2 separate regions of the Sus scrofa genome follow, and region 2 is linked to region 1. Evidence: chromatin contacts called from public Hi-C data. All regions are on one chromosome and are shown on one strand. The core of a region is the stretch at or near the end of the contact, and the rest is flanking DNA. Distances in the headings are between cores, read along the strand shown.

Evidence for each region. A called contact is a pair of places that touch in the nucleus more often than the background predicts.
Region 2: a Hi-C map of skeletal muscle shows a contact between it and region 1, with 3 times the contacts expected there. The contact joins the promoter of LOC100624032 here to the enhancer-like site in region 1. A contact is called at or near these places in 2 of 47 Hi-C or Micro-C datasets (embryonic fibroblasts and skeletal muscle) and 2 of 2 datasets of contacts at active chromatin or transcription factors (alveolar macrophages and skeletal muscle).

Annotation. Positions count from the first base shown.
Region 1 is chrX:91,398-94,651 of Sscrofa11.1, reverse strand. No RefSeq gene overlaps it. Among named protein-coding and RNA genes, the nearest start is that of GYG2, 41 kb to the right of the region's middle. Within about 2 kb of position 1,656, at least 11 of the 83 cell types and tissues checked have an H3K27ac peak or open chromatin away from gene starts, as enhancers often do. A contact at or near this core is called in embryonic fibroblasts and skeletal muscle, where this site is marked.
Region 2 is chrX:124,329-127,582 of Sscrofa11.1, reverse strand. It overlaps LOC100624032 (arylsulfatase D), which reads left to right and starts at 1,598. Exons shown (of 10, transcript XM_021079791.1): 1 at 1,598-1,724; 2 at 3,092-3,241. The coding sequence starts at 1,681. LOC110257664 (a long non-coding RNA gene) reads right to left here and starts at 1,371. Exons shown (of 5, transcript XR_002340588.1): 1 at 1,290-1,371; 2 at 1,016-1,131; 3 at 1-286.

The DNA of each region.
Region 1 (3,254 bases), core at 407-2,906:
CGGCCTCCAGGGCTGGGAGATAGCAATGTCTGTTGTTTGAGGGACCCTGTCCGGGGTGCTTTGTTAGGAGAGCTCAAGAAAACCAACAGGAGCGTTCTGAGAACTCCGTATCAAGGTGTATCTTTTTGCCCATGGATATCCAGTGGTCTCAGCATCCTTGGTCAAAAAGACCGGCCTTTCTCCCAGGCATTGCCTCTGTGCTTGGCTAAACCCTTGCCTTCGTCATGGAGAAGAGTAGGTGTGCACGCCGGGGGTATTGGAAGATTAAAACACTCGGAATGCAGCTGGTCCCCAATCCTGGGGGTTTCCTCTCCTGGTCTTTGCCCACTCTTGAAGCCTTGGAAGTCTATGAAAGGCTTTCCAGAGGATGCCAGAGGTGAAGAGTCTTGAGGAAAAACTAAGATTTACACAAGCTTACAGACAGTGTGTGTTTGAGTTTCCTGGGGTGGTGGTAACAAATGACCACAAACCAGGTGGCTTAAAACAATGAAAATTATCCTTTCTCAGTCCTGGAGACCAGACTTTCAAGATCGAGGGGTCCCAGGGCCATGCTTCCTCCCTCCAGAGGCTCCAGGGGAGGGTCCTTCCTGCCTCTTCCAGCTTCTGGGGGCTCCAGGCGGCCCTGGGCTGGTGGCCACCTCCCTCCCATCTCTGTCTCCATCTTCCCGTGGCTTCTCCTCTGTGTCTGGGTCTCTTCTGTCTTTTAGGAGGACACTGTCCTTGGATGGGGGGCCCCCCCATGCAGGAGGACCTCCTCTCAGACCCTCCCCGTGGCTTCTCCTCTGTGCCTGGGTCTCTTCTGTGTCTTCGAAGGACACCCTGTCAGACCAAATGGCTTTGAAAACAAAGCAATACAGGCGTTTCTTCCTGACTTGTTCTCCCATCATCTTCTCCCAAAGCTGCCATGGTTATATTTTTACAAATATTTTGTGGTGGTTCCTAATTCCTTGCCCAGTGACTGATCAAAAAATAGTTCTTGGATGAATTGGGACCTGAGTCATTCCAAAAACTTACCAGAAAAGGCGGGGGGAGTGGGTAAAATTCTCCTTGAGAAACTGCCCTAAAAGGGCATGTCCTTCCACGTTTCCTACAGAGCCCTTGGCCAGAGACCTGTTTTTGTGCCCTCGTTGATCCTAAGGAGTGGCCTTCCAGAAAAATTACTTGCATAACAAGCAGCAATAGGCTGGCAGATTTAGCCAGCCCCACCCAGGAAAGCCATGTGTATACTGTACAGCCTGGGACTGGAGGCCACCTCGGCTGAGGGACCCAGTCACCAAGGCGTGTGATTTTTCTTCGTCCCCAGCTTTATGGAGACCTAATCAATGGTGGGAGCTGAAGGTTGCAACATGGTGACTTCATAGCTTTACATGTCTTGCCAAACGGCCACCCTCACAGTGTCGGCAAACGCCTACATCAGGTTAGACAGATGCCCCTTCTTTTTGGTGAGGAGAACTTTTAAGATGTCCTCTCGTTTTAGTTGACGGCTGAGTAATATTCCATTGTGTACATGAGACCACGTCTTCTTTAAATCCATGCCTCTGTCAAAGGACATTGAGGTTGTTTCCCTGCCTTGGCTGCTGTGAATCGTGCTGCCATGAACACATGGGTGCGGGATCTTTTGGAAACGCAGTTAGAGTCTGGATGGATGCCCAGGAGTGGGACAGCTGGGTCGTGTGGTAGTTCTATATTTAGTTTTCCAAGGGTGCAACCAGATATGATCATACCCAGGGAAGTAAGTCAGAAAGAGAAAGACAAACACCACATGATGCCACTTACAGGTGGAATCTAAAATAAGGCACACATGACTGCATATATCGAAAAAACCAAGGCCTGTATCAAAGTGGATGTTGCTATCTATTTTCCATCTTTTATGATAAACCCCATGTTTTCACTAGAATGATACTATCTGCGATTATAAATATGCTGTCAAATCTCAAAAACTATATATGGCACAAATGAGCCTATCTACAGAACCGATACAGACTCACAGACACGGAGAGACCTGTGGTCGTCAGGGGGTAGGGGGAGGGAGTGGGATGGACGGGGAGGTTGGGGTTCACAGAGGCAAACTATGACACTGAGAATGGATGAGCCATGTGGTCCTGCTGTCCAGCACAGGGAACTCTATCCAATCTCTTGGGATGGACCAGGATGGAAGAGAATATAAGAACCGGTGTGTGTGTGTGTGTGTGTGTGTGTGTGTGTGTGTGTGTGTGTGTGTGTGTGTGTGTGTAGACTGGGTCACTTTGCTGTACAGCAGAAATTGATACAACATTGTAAGTCAACTATAATAAAAATGATTTTAAAAAGGGCAGTCAAAGGCAGGGGGACCCCAGGCTGGGTTCCTCTCATGTGCATTCTGGTCCCGGACGGGGCTGGTGGCAGCAGGCATCTGAGCCAATCCCCACCCGCCTCCCACACACGGTCTAACCTCCTCACCACGCACGCTCTTCAATTGTCCCTTCATCTCTGTACCACCTCCCATCCTGCATCCCGCATCCCACCATGAGCAATCCAGGTAAGCACGTGGCGTCGGCCATACAGTCCCCTCCTGAGACAGAGGACACGTTTCACCCACTGAAAAGGTCCCAACGGTTGCGTCACAGGGTGGCAAAATGTCCAGGAGTGCGGGCTGTCCATACAAAGGTGAGGTTGCCCAACAAGCAGCATCAGGTCCTCGGAGCGGGAGCAGGGGACACCTCCCCAGAGAAGACGCAAGACCCTTCACCCACCCACAGAGAGATACTGAACGGAGGTCAGCTTGGGGGGAAGGGTGACGGCCACTGGAAGGGACAGAGAGGATGAAGCCCTGACGGCTGCAGGTGCGGTCCTGCTGGAGGACCAGAGGCTGAAGCCGTTCTTCAGAAGCCACGTGCTCCACAGCCCAGGGCACGGAGCCTTCCGGAGAAGCCCCGGACCAGAGATACCACGTCCTGTGACACCGACAGGGTCCTTCCAAGGCCATGATGCCTCAAGTGGCCCCGTGGCCAGACGCCCATCATCAGCTTCCCGCCAACAGCACACCAACAAGAGCGTGTCTCCCCAGATGCGCCACAGACGCTCGGCTACAAATTCTTGTTGGCCTTTGTTCTCTGACTCCATCCCCCATCCACCCAACATCTGAGAGGGGAGCCCCCTCAAAATGCACAAATCTCCATGCGATCTCAATGCCCAGGTTGTCCTTGGGGCCAAGGACACCACGACGCCAAGGGACACAGGCACCTGGGCTGCAGGAGGCCAGGGGTCAGAAAGGA
Region 2 (3,254 bases), core at 349-2,848, 33 kb before region 1:
CAAATAGTACTTCTGGAGCCACTGGCTCCCTGGCCCCATCCCTCTTCCTAAAGGCTCATGCAGGCATGAGTTTTGTTTGCAGGCTTTGTCTGAGTGTCCGCCAGCCTCCTGTTTGGCATGTTTGGGGAAATCTCCCTTCCTTCCAAGGCTGAATGTCTTCAAAGATCAAATCTGGACCCAACTCTTTTTTTCTTATTTGTTTTCTTCCTTCCAATGCAGAATTTCTTTGAAGATCAAATCTGGACCCCACTTTTTTTTCTTGTTTGTTTTCTTTTTAGGGCTTCACCTGCAGCATATGGAAGTTCCCAGGCCAGGGGCTGAACTGGAGCAGCAGCTGCAGGTCTACACCCCAGCCACAGCCACACCAGATCTGAGCTGCATCTATGACCTACCCCAGAGCTCGCAACAACGCCAGATCCTTAACCCACTGAGCGAGGCCAGGGATCGAACCCACATCCTCACGGACACTAGGCCAGGTTCTTAACACGCTGAGCCACATCGGGGACTCCTCACCAGCCTTCATGTGGATCTACATCTGGACACCAGCTTCCTGCCCTCCCTCCAAGCCTCAAAGCTCTCTAGCTGTTCAGTATCTGCTTAAGTTCAGAACCCCGGGATGTAAGGTCCTGCACTGGAAAGGCTCCTCTCAAAGAATCCATAACCCAGGACAAAGACAGAAGCGATACAGATGCCCAAGCACGAATGCTGCTAAATGCATCACCGCAAAAAAAATAAACCACTTGAACTTGCCAAGAAAAAAGCAAAGGTCTTTGCTCCAAAAGACGCAGTGAATTTGGGTGGAGGGGTTCAGGGCTCTGGGTTTTCAACACTCTCAGGATTAGGGGTGTGTGTGTGTGTGTGTGTCGTCTTAGGGCCACACCCTTGGCATATGGAGGTTCCCAAGCTAGGGGTGCTGCTGGCCTGAACCACAGCCATGGCAGCGCCAAATCCTTAACCCACTGAGCGAGGCCAGGCATCCAACCCGCTTCCGCGTGGAACTAGTCTGGTTCATTACCGCTGAGCCGCAATGGGAACGCCTCGGCCTCGGGGTTAGTCTTAAGGCCGCGCAGTCCCCTCTCCTCTGCCCTAGGCTTTTGGTCAGCACAGATTCCACGTGACCATGTGGTAGAACTGCAGAAATGAGAAAAGTCAAAAAAAAGAACGGGTGAGCTGCTAAGGGGACCCGAGCACGCCAGGCAGGGCGCCCCCCACCCCCAGAGCCCCTGGTAAGGGTCCAACTAGGCTAGCTCATTTTTAAACGCCCCTCTCTTGAACCACAGATGAGAAACCTGGCATCCTGGACCCTCTAGAATCTGAATTCTTTTCCCGGTTGCCAGTTTGCAGGAAGCAGGTCCGAAAACGCTTCCTCCGTGAGACGGAGAGAGGGAGCTGCCGCGGGGCGGGGCGCGGCGCGGCAAGGGGTGAAGAGAGGGGGTTTACGCGCCCGGGCCAAGCGGGATTAATCAGCCCCTCCTGGGCCCCACTCTCCTGGGAGTGCCCGCCGGCAAGTGCCCGCCCGGAGAAACCTGTGCGCCAGATCCGTTCCCCGGAGGCCCCAGGAGTTTAAGCGGATCAGAGAGGGAGGTCCCTCCACACCCCCGATCGCCGCGCAAGTCCCTGGGCGGGTCCGGGACACAGGGCTCTCGGGGCAAGGTCCGGCGCTCCGGGCCGCGCTCAGCCATGGGACCCACCGCTCCAAGGAGACGCGCTGCGCCCGCCGCGAGGTGCGCGGGACCCTGGGACACGGTCCCCACTCGATCAGGGGACTGGGGGAGCGGAGTTGGGGGGAGGAGCTCCAGAGCGAGCGTGGGCCCCCGGGAAGGCCCGGCTGTGCGTGCGCCTTGGTGTCACCAAAACGCTGCTGGAGGTCGGGTCTCTGCCCTGGACACACTCGAGGCGAAAGCTCTGGGTGGGTTAGTACTCCCCCAACGAAACAGGGGGCTGGGGGAAGCGAGGAGTAGAGAGAAAGGGAACACGGCCTATGGAGGAGGGGGAAGGGCCGCGAGGAGGAAGGGGACCTGGCAGGCCACGCCCCGGCAGAGCGCGGCCGAGCCCCTCCCCGGCTCTCCAAGCACTTCCCGTGCAACCTCCCCGTCCCCGAGTCCCGGGGGCGGCCGTGTCCCCTCCCCCACGCACTAAGACGCGCCCTGTCCGAACCCACGTGGCCGCCTCCTCGTTACCACCCGGAAACGCCACAACGTCCTCCTTCCAAGGCTTTTTCGCCCCGCCCCGCCCCGCCCCCGGCCCTCCAGCCCGAGCGCGGCCTGCAGCCTGGAAACCCTCGCTTCCCGGCAAAACTAAGATAAGCCCTGTCCTGTCCTGTGCACACGCCACCCTCGCCCCCAGCTCCGCCGAGCCACCTCCCGCTCTTCGGCCACGACCTGTCCCCACCCCAGTCCGGGACCCTATCCCAGGAGCGCAGGAGACCACTCCCTACCCCAGTCTCCGGACTGCGGGCGCACGGGGCAGCCCTGCTGGCGGCCCCGGGACCCCCTGGAGCTTCCAGCCCGGAAACCGGGATCGGAGCGCCTCGGGCCCGCGTCCCTCCAGGTGACGGGACTGGGAGAGCCAGGGGTCCACCCCCGGGCCGCCCCAAACCTCCGTGACGCACCGGCGCGGGGCCCCAGCCCTCGCGAGTCACGGGCCTTTCAAATCCGAGCTGTGACCGTTTGGTCCAAACAGCTGTGCCCTCGCCGCGTCCTGTCTAGGGTCCTTGTCCTCCCACGCGTATCCTTTAAAAATGTAGGCCCCCCTCTGCTCCGACCCGGGCCCGCCTCCCCCGTGGCGGCGCCGGGGCTCCGGGGGCGGAAGGCGCGTTCAGGACACCCGGAAAAACGGGCACTGCCTGCCTGTCGCAGCCCGTCCTTCAGTGAGGGCTTAACTCAAGTGGCTTCATTCCGAATTTTGGCCGACTGTGACTTTCAAAACACAAAACTGGCCGTTCCAAGTTTTCTGCGGCGCGCGTTCTTACGCCAGCCCTTGGGACAAAGAGACCCAGAGCGGGAGAGAGGCTAATCCCAAAATCCGGCTTGAAAGGCCGACTTTTCATCCCAAATGAGGACCCCCTCCCCCTTTTTGTTTTTCTCTCCAGGGAGTCGTTGCCCGGTCTACTCACTGTGTGTTTGCTTCTGCCGACTTGCGCATCCAAAGCAGGTCCCGCCTTTAAACCAAATATTCTGCTGATCATGGCGGATGATCTGGGCATTGGGGATCTCGGTTGCTATGGGAACGACACACTGAGGTACCCTGGGCTG